3 separate regions of the Mus musculus genome follow, and regions 1 and 2 are each linked to region 3. A link is a contact called in public HiChIP or PLAC-seq data. All regions are on one chromosome and are shown on one strand. The core of a region is the stretch at or near the end of the contact, and the rest is flanking DNA. Distances in the headings are between cores, read along the strand shown. Region 1 has its middle 70 kb from the start of Gm36148. Region 2 has its middle 110 kb from the start of Gm36148. Region 3 has its middle 51 kb from the start of 4933402D24Rik.

What was found. HiChIP or PLAC-seq counts read pairs in DNA pulled down with a chosen protein or histone mark.
Region 1: a contact with region 3 is called in an H3K27ac HiChIP or PLAC-seq map of stem cell-derived neural progenitor cells, with 11 times the contacts expected there. The contact joins two enhancer-like sites. A contact is called at or near these places in 2 of 15 datasets of contacts at CTCF or cohesin (the NIH/3T3 cell line and large pre-B cells), 3 of 484 Hi-C or Micro-C datasets (bone marrow-derived macrophages, cochlea and nephron progenitors), 4 of 115 datasets of contacts at active chromatin or transcription factors (differentiating embryonic stem cells, embryonic basal ganglia, oligodendrocyte precursor cells and 1 more) and 1 of 9 other capture datasets (embryonic stem cells).
Region 2: a contact with region 3 is called in an H3K4me3 HiChIP or PLAC-seq map of embryonic basal ganglia, with 4 times the contacts expected there. The contact joins two enhancer-like sites. A contact is called at or near these places in 1 of 484 Hi-C or Micro-C datasets (bone marrow-derived macrophages), 1 of 115 datasets of contacts at active chromatin or transcription factors (embryonic basal ganglia) and 1 of 9 other capture datasets (macrophages).

The regions. Positions count from the first base shown.
Region 1 is chr1:64,444,514-64,448,227 of GRCm38.p6, forward strand. No RefSeq gene overlaps it. Among named protein-coding and RNA genes, the nearest start is that of Gm36148, 70 kb to the right of the region's middle. Within about 2 kb of position 1,713, at least 161 of the 459 cell types and tissues checked have an H3K27ac peak or open chromatin away from gene starts, as enhancers often do. A contact at or near this core is called in embryonic basal ganglia, oligodendrocyte precursor cells and stem cell-derived neural progenitor cells, where this site is marked.
Region 2 is chr1:64,407,224-64,410,809 of GRCm38.p6, forward strand. No RefSeq gene overlaps it. Among named protein-coding and RNA genes, the nearest start is that of Gm36148, 110 kb to the right of the region's middle. Within about 2 kb of position 2,153, at least 23 of the 459 cell types and tissues checked have an H3K27ac peak or open chromatin away from gene starts, as enhancers often do. A contact at or near this core is called in embryonic basal ganglia, where this site is marked.
Region 3 is chr1:63,818,379-63,822,145 of GRCm38.p6, forward strand. No RefSeq gene overlaps it. Among named protein-coding and RNA genes, the nearest start is that of 4933402D24Rik, 51 kb to the left of the region's middle. Within about 2 kb of position 2,428, at least 50 of the 459 cell types and tissues checked have an H3K27ac peak or open chromatin away from gene starts, as enhancers often do. A contact at or near this core is called in embryonic basal ganglia, oligodendrocyte precursor cells and stem cell-derived neural progenitor cells, where this site is marked.

The DNA.
Region 1 (3,714 bases), core at 463-2,962, 630 kb after region 3:
GTCAGAGCTCAGTGACGCCTGCACTGGGTGTCCCAGAAGACTGGGGCACTTGTACTGTGTGCACACTATCTGCACAGGCTCAATTAATGTGTTAGCATTGGTGGGGGAGGGCTCTCTCTCTCTCTCCCTCCCTCCCTACTTTTCCCTCTCCTTCTCTCCTGCCTCCTTCCTCACCTCCCCACTCTGTCCTCTACCTTACCTCCCCTCCCCTCCCCTCTCTAATTCCTTCATAAAGCCTCTCCCTGCCCTGATCTACCTTCCTAGAAGGAGGAGGGAATGGTTCGACTGCCTAGTCTTTCTGGCCCTCTTTGATTTGAAGGAAACTGGAGAACAGTGAAAATACATCAAGTTCCAGAAAGGGGGAAAAAAATCACACACACACTCTCACATATACTCACACACTCTCACATATATTCACACACTCTCATACAGACACAATCACACATACTCATACACACTCACTACTCTCTCTCTCACACACACACACACACACACACACACACACACACACACACTGTATCATGCTAAGTTAAGAATGGATCTCGCTAACAGACGTGACAGACTAATGGTATTGGTATGGGTGAATTGCTGGATAGAGCATCACAGGAAAATTATGAATGAAAAGTGAAGGCGATCCATAAGTTATGGACATGGTGGGTTGGGTGATGATTCAGAGGCCTAGACTCCTGTCACCTGGTGACACGCATGGGACCATGTGCCCTAGGGTGGGCCATACAGCCACTCTTGCAGTTTCAAGGACCATGGACACCAGCTGGGCTAAGTTAAAGGTACTTCTAGTTTGTTTGTCCCAAATGTAGCCAAGATCACACATCCAAGGACGACGTCTCCATATTTATGTTCTGCTGGCTTTCCTCCTGTCACCTCATCCTATCTTTACACTTGGGGAGGGCTAGAGAGAGAGGGGTGACCCGAAGTGGCAGTTGACAGACAGACATGGTGTGCTCAGTGACTCCCCAAACTCATGAGCCACGGAGAGAAGACTAGAGCAGACCCATTGATGTGTGCCAAGCCTTCCTGCACAGCACAGCGGGCTGAAGGCCCAGAGGCCACGATAGCCTGTTCCCTTCGTCCTTGGCAGCCATGTTTTCCTTTCTGACAGGCTCCTCTTGGCTGGTACCCTGTTTGAGACCCTAGGTCCTAACTGGCTGCCTCGCTCATAAACAGGTGTCAGCCAATGGCTTACCCTTTGCACCCAGTTCTGGCGGAGGATTCACTCACACCGCCCAGAGTCCCTTCAAATAACAAGAATCTTTAGAAATAAGATGTTTTAAGAAAGCCTGTACTAAAACATCACAATCCGACACAGCGATTTGGCCTCGCTGGCTGTCTTCTTCTGGTTTTAGTTCACAGGATTAAATTGGAAGGTCAGAATCTTCCCTTGTCTGCAGACTAGATGGGATTTCTCTCCTTACAATGGGGCTGGGAACCGGCTCCTCTGAGCACATTTACATTACTCCTGCTAACACATTTTGAGGTTCTCTGGCTGCCACGCTACGTGAAACAGGTCAAGTCTGGGAGGGAGAAGGGGGCTTTCCCTTCCTGTGACCTCAGGACTGATTTAATTAAGCCTCTCCTCCATCCCCGATTTATAGTCTGCAAAGTGTCCTCGCAGAGGCCCTCTGATGTGCTCTGCCTCTCAATGAGCAGATAGGCAGTGACAGGGCCGCGCCATTCTGAGCGGCTGCTGCCCCCACGAGAGCACTTGGAACAAGCGCAGCCTCTGCAGCCCTCGATCCAAGCCTCCTTTGGTAACACCAGACGTGGGTGAAAGCTTCGAAGCTCTCCTGGCTCCCTTAGGCACAAAGCTTTCTCCTGAGACTCCTACTGTGAGGAGGAAATAACATTTGGAACCCTTCTCAGAAATCGGATTTCTTCTCTAGATTGAAAATGAAAATAAGAAAAGCCTTCACGTATCTGGATAGGAAGACAGACAGAGCTAAGAAAGGAGGAAAGGGAGGGAGGGAGGGAGGGAGGGAGGGAGGGAGGGAGGGAGGGAGGGAGGGAGGGAGGGAGGGGGGAGGGAGGGAGGGAGGGAGAGAGAGAGAGAGATCCCCAGGGCCTTCCCCTGTTGCCCATCAGGCTGCAGCTGTCCTTCACAGTTTAACAGCCCTGCCCTTTCAACCTGCCACCTAGGAATGAATGAAACCAAATGTCCCATAGGACATGGCCCCTCCCGGCCCCTCAAAGACTTCTCCCTGAAGATGAAATCTGACAAAAGAAACAAATTAGATTAAAATGTGGTACCAAGGGCTTTGCGTTGCTCAGATAAGAGAATCTGCAGAGTCCTTAGGACCCAGAGCGGTCAGTCCTGTTATACAGTTTGCGGTGGGGAAGAGTTCAGCTGACTTCTACCCACAGCTGTTCTTGCGCACCACCTCTCAGGCTTCACTGTCCTTGGCTTCAGATGGGGAGGAGCCAGTGGGGAAGGGAAGAAGAGCCTAGAACTGGCCCTAGGGACCAGACAAGTAATGTGAATAAAGAAACTGGCCATGTGACTTTTATATAAGTTAGGCTTTTATATAAGTTCTCCAGATTTTTAAATGTCTACCTCTCAATTTAAGAAAAGCACTCTCCCTGCAATATTTATATTGTGCACTTTCTAGACAGCAGGCCCACTAAGAACCATATGAAGTAAATGCTGGTATTGCTTCCTGTTCCCTAAAGAAGAGCAGTGTAGTAACACCTGCCTTACCTCAGAAGGCAGCCAGCCACCGGCCTGCATCTGTCCACTGCACTGGACTGCCTAAGGGCTTCACCTGGGGAGACAGCTCAGACTGGGAAATTGCTTACCAGAGAGACAAGCAAGAATGCCAGAATTCAACCTCCAGAACCCATATAAAAAGCAGGAACCTTTATGAAGACCAAGCTACACATCTGCTACATATGTACAGGGAGGTGTAGGTCCAGCCCCTGTATGTTCTTTGTTGAGTGGTTCATATCCCAAAAGCTGTTGCCTGTGTGTGGGATATATTCTTCTGGCTGGGCCACCTCAGTGGGAGAGGAAGTGCCTAGCCTCACAGAGACTTTAAGTTCCAGGGTGGTGGGGATACCCAGGGGCCTTACTCACTGCTCAGAGGAGAAGGGGGAAAGGATTGTACGAGGAGGGACTAAGGCAGTGAGCAGGATGTAAAGTGACTAAGTAAAAAAGAAATCAAGAACATTGAAAAAGAAAAAACAAGGACCTTGTTTACAGTCTTAGTGCTAGAGAACTTACATACATACATACATACATACATACATAGGTAGATGAAAGATAGATAGACATATATACAGATACATATATACCACATACATACATGTATAGACAGACAGACAGATGCCAAGGTGGGAAATGTCAAACAACACCCAAGATTGACTTCTATGTGCATAACACCTACACCCTCATCCATGAGTGTGCGTGCACTCACACACAGACACACACACATATGGCTGGATCATAAAAGAGCGTTATCATATTCTTAAAACAAATAATAAAGCTACAGACATTGTCTGCAGAATATGAAAGAAGCTTGCTTGGAAAAGAGAAAAAAACACAGTGGGGGAGGAAAATAGATGTTGTTATATAGACAGAATTAGACTTGTCCTAATGGTGAGCCAGACCTAGAGACCTAAGTTCCTTATTGAAAAGAATGCAAATGTAAGCATAAATAATGCTGCTGCTAATATTTTTTTTCCCACGTATTTGAAACCAAA
Region 2 (3,586 bases), core at 903-3,402, 590 kb after region 3:
ACTCTGAATTGTTTATTTACACATTACATTTAGGTTTTGGATGGTGCACACTTTTTCATCCCAGCACTCAGGAGGCAGAAACAAATGGATCTCTCTGAGTTCAAGGCCGGTCTGGTCTACATGGAGAGTTACAAGCCAGACAGAGCTTTTAGGTGGGAAAGCAAGTAGAGATAAGAAATGTCCTGAGGTCACTATCTGACACCATGAAGCACTCTGACTTGAGAACCTACTGTGTGACATACCAGAAACCCAAATGACACGTACTATCTTACTATATAAGCAGCAGAAAATGACTCATCTCTCTATCCCCTTATCCCTTCCTACCCTCACCAGGAGATGACTTCATCTCAGTTACTCAAAGTGATATTACAAGAAGCCGCAAAAAAGACAAAAGTTTGTCCTACAGATGCTCTCCTTAGAAGAATCTAGAATCTTCATGCTTAAGCCATGGAGAAGTGAAGAGTCAGCATCTGCATCTTTCCCAATGTCCCCCCATTTTCACCTGCTAAAATGAAGATGGGGCAAGGGGTTCTCCAACCTTGGACAAAACTTGTAATAACACAGCACTTGGCAGAGGCAGAGGCAGAGGCAGAGGCAGAGGCAGAGGCAGAGGCAGAGGCAGAGGCAGAGGCAGAGGCAGAGGCAGAGGCAGAGGCAGAGGCAGAGGCAGAGAGGCAGAGGCAGGTGGATTTCTGAGTTCGAGGCCAGCCTGGTCTACAGAGTGAGTCCCAGGACAGCCAGGGCTACACAGAGAAACCCTGTCTCGAAAACAAAACAAAACAAAAACAAACAAACAAACAACAAAAAAAAACCTTGTATATTGCAAATGGAGCCAGGACATAGAGGGGTGGATCATAAAGGCAGGAAAGGGGTATGTGAAATAAAATGTTGCTTGGATATTCATCAAAAGCTGGCATAAGAGACCTAAAGAGAACTTGATAGAGAACTTTTGCACGTCACTCTAGACTTTTGGATGCCAGTGGCCAGCTTTGGCTGAGTGCTGCTACACTCACACAGTTTCTCAAAGCTTCTTGGAGGTTTCTAGGTTATATGGTCTTTGCTGAAAATTACAAAATCCAAAAGAAGCAGCTGAAGACCAGGAAAGGGAAGTAACTTACAGCCAAGTACATAAAGCTCCCTAACGAGAGAGCAGAGCCAAGACTCCAGCCTTGTACTACCTGACTCCAGAGCCTGTGTTGTGGTTCTCATCACACACAAGCCTCACCAGTTCAAATCTGCTGTCCTTTCTCCATAATCTGCACCAATCACTTTATGTAGTTTTGTGTATATGAACATGGTCAACATCAGTAGTCACTCTGCTTTATATTTCGAGACAATGGAGCTTGCTGATTCTTCTAGTCTGGCTGGCCAGCAAGCCTCAGGGACTGTGCCTCCCTCCCACTTTGGGATTCGAGCTGTACACCCATGTACCTGGCCTTTCTTACCTTGAATTCTGACATCCAAAAAGGCCCTCCAGCTTGCACAGCAAACAGTTTACTGACTGAGCCAACTCCCCTGCCCTTTTTATATATTTTCATATCATACACGTACTGTATAAAAAGTCAATAGAATCCATTGCATTTAGGCAGTTCTTTGGGCTGATAGTGCACATATTCAGCTACCTCTGGGCTTATAGTATATGAATAACTATTCGCTCTACAATCTATTCAATGTTCCTGAGTTCCTACACCAAGCCAAGCATTGTGCTGCATGCCTCAGAAAGTCACAGCCCACTGGAAGAGATCCCATTAAAATGAAAATAAGCGCTTGGTTTCCCGTGGTACAGTAAGGCATAACCAAGAGATTAGAGCTTGCTTATTGAGCTGCAATCCAAAACCACATTATTGAGCTATAATTTCCTATTTGATTGACATGAAAGGACTGAGCAACTGGCCCAAGGTCAAGTCTCCAGTCAGTAGCAGTTCATTTCACTTATTTTATTGTCTCTGACATACCATGTTCTCAAGATCTGCTCTCTCTTAATAGTCTTATGTAATGTTCAAAACATATTTTATGTTTTACAGACATTTTAAAAAATTTAAGGCCAAAGAAGCAAATGTGTCAGCATTCATGTTGGGCTAGAACACATTTTGGCTGCCAACTCTCAGGACAGCAGAGCTCCTCCAAGGTCTGGCTTCCCCCCAAGCCTGTTTCCAGGCTATGGAAGCCGTTAATTCTGCCCTAAATGCATGCTGTCTCCTCATCTCCTCTGTAGCCTTCTAGCTGGGCTGAGACTTAATTGGTTTGGGTTGGATAATTCATAGTGCCTCATTAGGGCATCAAAACACATACTAGGCTCTCTAGTAATTTTCTCCCCTGAAAGAACATTGATTGGCTCCTTCACTGGGAAAAGAATTAGCTAAAGGATTCTTGGGTTTGTGAAGAAAAAAAAAAAAAAAAGAGAGAAAGAGAAAAGAAAGAGTCCACAACAGATAATTTCAAAGTGTATTGTGCAATCAGATTTCTTTGAGGCTATCTGTCGATCAGGTACCTCTGCTCTTGCAAAAGATAAAAATTAAAAAAAAAAAAATTCTCAAACCACACCAAGGGTAGCTACCAGTTAACTTGCAGAATTTATAGAAAAACTGGCTGTTCTAAAGTTCCCACTTGCTGGCTTCCCACTGTTTTCTCTTGCCTGGAGATACTCTTTATTAACACACTAAGAGGGAAACCCTGAAAGATGGCTTCTTTGCACATCTGACCGGCTGGCTACTCCACCTCCCACTCTCCCACTGTAACAGGTTAGGGCAGTGTCCCCTCCCCTCCCACTCCTCCTTAAGCAAGAAAGCATGCTAACTGTGAATACCTATGGTTCTTGGCTCTGCTGCTTCTCTGACTACGAGAGCCCACTTCGGATGGATGGATGGATGTTCTGCAGCAGGCAGAGGGATTGTGCAACCAAATAGCCCAGCTCCAGCCAGGTGTGGTGATACATACCTATAATTGCAGCACTCAGGACACTGAAGCAAGAGGATCTTCAAGGTGAGCCTGTACTACTTGAGTCTTAGGTTAGCCTCAGAAATGTACAAAGACTCTGTCTCACAAAAGAAAAAAACAAACAAACATTTCTTCTTTCTCACCTCTGAGTTGGAATAAGCCTGAGCTATGTATGGGTTTTGTTTTGGACTTTTAAAGACTTATTTATTTTATTTTATGGGCATGGGTATTTTGCCTGCATGCACATTTATGTGTACCATGTATATGCCTGGTGCCATACATGATCCCCTAGAACTGGAGTTACAGATAATGTGAGCTACCATATGGGTGCTAAAAATTGAACACAGGGCCTCTAGAGGTACAGTAAGTGCTCTTAAACACTGAGCCACCTCTCCAGCCCCTGACTTGTGTCTTACCCTCTCTCCCAGAGAGTCTAGGAAGAATGAATAAGAACATCTGGGTAATGTAATCTTTGTTAGCCTCCTCTTCTTCCTTATCCCATTTCCCAATTCCATTATGAGGATTTCTTGTCGCCTCCAAAATATGATGCTTCCATTTTACCCTCCCCCTCCCCCACCCCTTATCCCAGAGGAGCCTAAAGAAAAACATAGTTCAGTCAACCTTTAATCTTCACTGGAGCTTGGTCTTA
Region 3 (3,767 bases), core at 1,178-3,677:
TGTTGTATTGTTCTTACACCAATGTCACATAGTTTTTGTGATCAGCCCCCAGTGACTGCTGAGACATGTTATTTTAATAATAATAATAATAATAATAATAATAAATTGTTTCTACTATTGTCAACCTCAGACTTCAATATAAACTCTATCATTGCCTTATTAAGATCCATGGAAAATGTGGTTAAGAATTTGATTGGAGGGGCTGGAGAGATGGCTTAGCAGCTAAGAGCACTGGCTACTCTTCAAGAGGTCCTGAGTTCAATTCCCAGTACCCACATGTCAGGTCACAACTGTCTGTAACTATAGGACCATGGAATCAGATGCCCTTTTCTGGTGTGCAGACATACATATATACACAAAACACTCATATACATTAATCAATAAATTATATATATACATATGTACATATGTATATATATATATAAGTCAGTGTGATTCCAATCAAATTCTAAGATGAATTTATTGATGCTATTATATCACATAAGAAAGAACAAACTGTGTTAAATGTTTCCCAGTGGTAACTTTTCTATTTCTGCCCCTTCCTCTGTGTCTTTTAGCTACCATTCCTGTATAAATAGCCATAAGCTTTAGTTGTCTCTACATAGTCAAACCAAGTTAAAGTACACATTCTTCATGTGGCATTCTGACTGCTAACAGATTCTATATTAGGAGTTTGACATCCTCTCAAATAGTGTACATATAGATTCCCATTTTCCTTGGGAGGAAGTCAATGCTGAATACAAACATGTATTTGTGTGATTGTATTTGTGTTTGTGATTCTCAGAAGACTCAAGAACACTCTTCTTTATTTTTATTTTTATTTTTATTTTTGATGATTGATTTTTTTATTAAGGCATTTTTTATTAGATATTTTCTTCATTTACATTTCAAATGCTATCCCCAAATCCCCCTATACCCTCCCTGTGCCCTGCTCCCCAACCCACCCACTCCTGCTTCCTGGCCCCGGCATTAGCAACACTCTTCTAAGTGTTCCTGGTTACCCATCCTCTTGAGTAGAGTTGTCCACATTGACTTAATACATAAATGCTACACATGAGAAATATTCCTATGCTCTATTTTAGACTGTATATTGCTGATGACAGGACAAACAGGGATTATCATATTTAGTGAAGTACAGGGAAATAAATGTGACCACTAATTAGGGCCCAGCTTATGGTGCTGTTACAGAGAACAATTTGTGAGCTTAAATTCTATTCAATATCGTGATCACATATATCATTAAGGGAAGATGATGGCTGAGCTGGGCTCTTTGTTAGTCCGTAAAATGAAAACATTCTCTAAAAGTTAAAACCTCCTATCTGCTGACAGGCACTAATGGCTCTGGGGCTGACGTGTTAGCTTAGTTCAAGTATTTCATAGATGATTAGAGTTAATGAGCAAAGTGTAAGCAGGACTCGACTTAATGAATGTGCTAATTGTTTTTCTTGCTGCAAATATTAGTGCTTCTTTTAACCATAATATACAGAAGATTAGGAGCCAATTCATTATACTTTGTCTAATGAGTTATATTTATACGATATAATGGCATTGTTAAATTCACACAGTACCCTTCTTAATATTCACAGCACTTTACTAGCGTGTGCTATTTTAAGCTCAAAGCAGTCCTTTGTCAGTCGGGAAGGCAGGAATAACTGTGCCTATTTTACCCTGCTTGTTATGAGCCCAGACTCTGAATTCACACTGCCTCGGTTGGAGAACCAGCTCAGCTTGCCTACCAACTGTGTGACCTCTGAAAAGCTCCTGAACTCTCCGTGTCTCCATTGTCTCACTCGCAGAGAAGGTGGGGCTGGTAGCCGTGTTGTGGACTATTGAAGGATTTGGTGAATTGAAGCCTGTGAAGCATTTAAACTCTTCCTGGGAACAGCCTAGCCCTATAAGCATATAGGCATTATTTTCGATTACAGACATCCTTCTGTTCTCCATTCCCCATATAGCACCCAGAACACTCTTTGAAGACTGAGAGACCCTCAGATCCCCTGGCTGTTTGAAACACCTGGGCACATCCTGTAGCAAGGGAAATGAAATCCATATATTGACTTGGGCAAGTGTAATCTGGCCCCACTTAATCCTAAAAGTTACCTCTTTTACCCATTCCTGGATCTGATCTGTTTCTCCAACAGCCATAGCTCATTCCTGGCTCTGACTCCCCTATCTCTCAGGAGCCTCTCAGTCATTGTGGCAGCTGAAGGTAGATTCTGGAACACAGGCCTCGTCTCACTTGTACTTGGCTCTTGCCTCTCCTCCCCCTGCCCCCACCCCTCACCCCCAGCTCTGTTAAATAAAAAGTGTGAGTTCTTGTGAACCCCAGGGCTAAGGCCACATTAACTATCAGCTTGTTTTACTCCATTTTGTTCACAGCACATAGCACACAGATAGAAGCAGCTGTGTGCACAGGAGCTCTGATCTGAATACATTTGTAGTGGTGCCTGTCTCAGACTTTCCCCAGCTTTTACGGTGACTCTCATATGCTCACTTAGCCAATAGTTCTTCCAAGTTCAGTGCGTTCCAGGGTTGCCTCTGGGTGTTTTGATTCACCAGTAGGAAGAATCTCTTGGGGTGCTGATATTCAGGTTGGAACAACATTCAGCTCCTGGAAGCTTAGTGAGGAGAGTTGTGGGTATTACAAACAGCAGGTGCCAATCTTCTGTACCGAGGAAACAGCTGCAGAGCTTATTTGAGTGACTGGTGGTGGGGTGGGGGTTGGAATGGCTCAACTAGGGCTGGTGAGCAGGAAAGCATTTAAGTTGATACCAAAGAAGAGTAAGGGTCTGATCAGGCATCTCTCTCTCTCTCTCTCTCTCTCTCATTTTTGTACTAGGGAGAGCAGGTTACAGTCTGGGCTCAGCGCAGGGCTGCAGGGAAGGGGTGAGGATGAACTCTGTGGGGCTTTGTGCAGGGGAGGGACACAATGTGGAGGGAACAGGGATGTCACAGTAAGAGGCATTCTGTCCTTTTGCTGTCTTCTGGGAGTACCCTCAAGTGTTCTATTTAAAGCACGTTGTCATCTATCAAACAAATGAATTATCCTTAGGTGTCCAGTAGGCATTGGCTACAGGACCCCCACAGATAACAAATCAAGCCCCTTATATGAAGTAGCCTGCTGTTTCCATATAGCCAGCGGCATCCTCTCATGTCCAGGTTACTCATAATGCTGGGTACAACATAAACCTACTTAAACAGAATGTACGGTTTAGGGAACAATGACAAGAATGGCCTCTAAATATTCAGTACAGATGCACTTTGAGAAATATTTTCAAGCTGCAGTTGGTTGAATCTGTGACTGTGGAATTAAGAGATACAGAGGGCCATCAACTGTAAGGTGTCTCCTTTAATTCCCAACTTGGAAGGAAATTTTCCAAGCTCACAGTGCCTGCCTAGATAGCAGCTGAGACATTTCTTGTGAAGTATAATTCCATGTTCTGTGTCACTCATTCACTGACCCAACCCAGCTGAGGACCAGGATGGACAGAAGGCAGGCTGGCCAGCACTTAGTGGCCCTGCTCTGCCAAGCAAGGTTAACGATGGCTAAGAAATTACTCATAGTAAGCTTTATCATTTGTCATAGCCACAATAGCAGATGATAGCACTACTGGAAGTTGCTGCAGAGAAAATTGTCCCAATCCTTCAGAAGTCATGAGAGAAGAGTTATGAATTAGAGTCAGAAGTGAGAAGAATGTATTAGCAAGCATGAAACCCGAACACTACCCTGAACACACTGGTCAAGAGAAGCAGTGACCGAGGCAGAG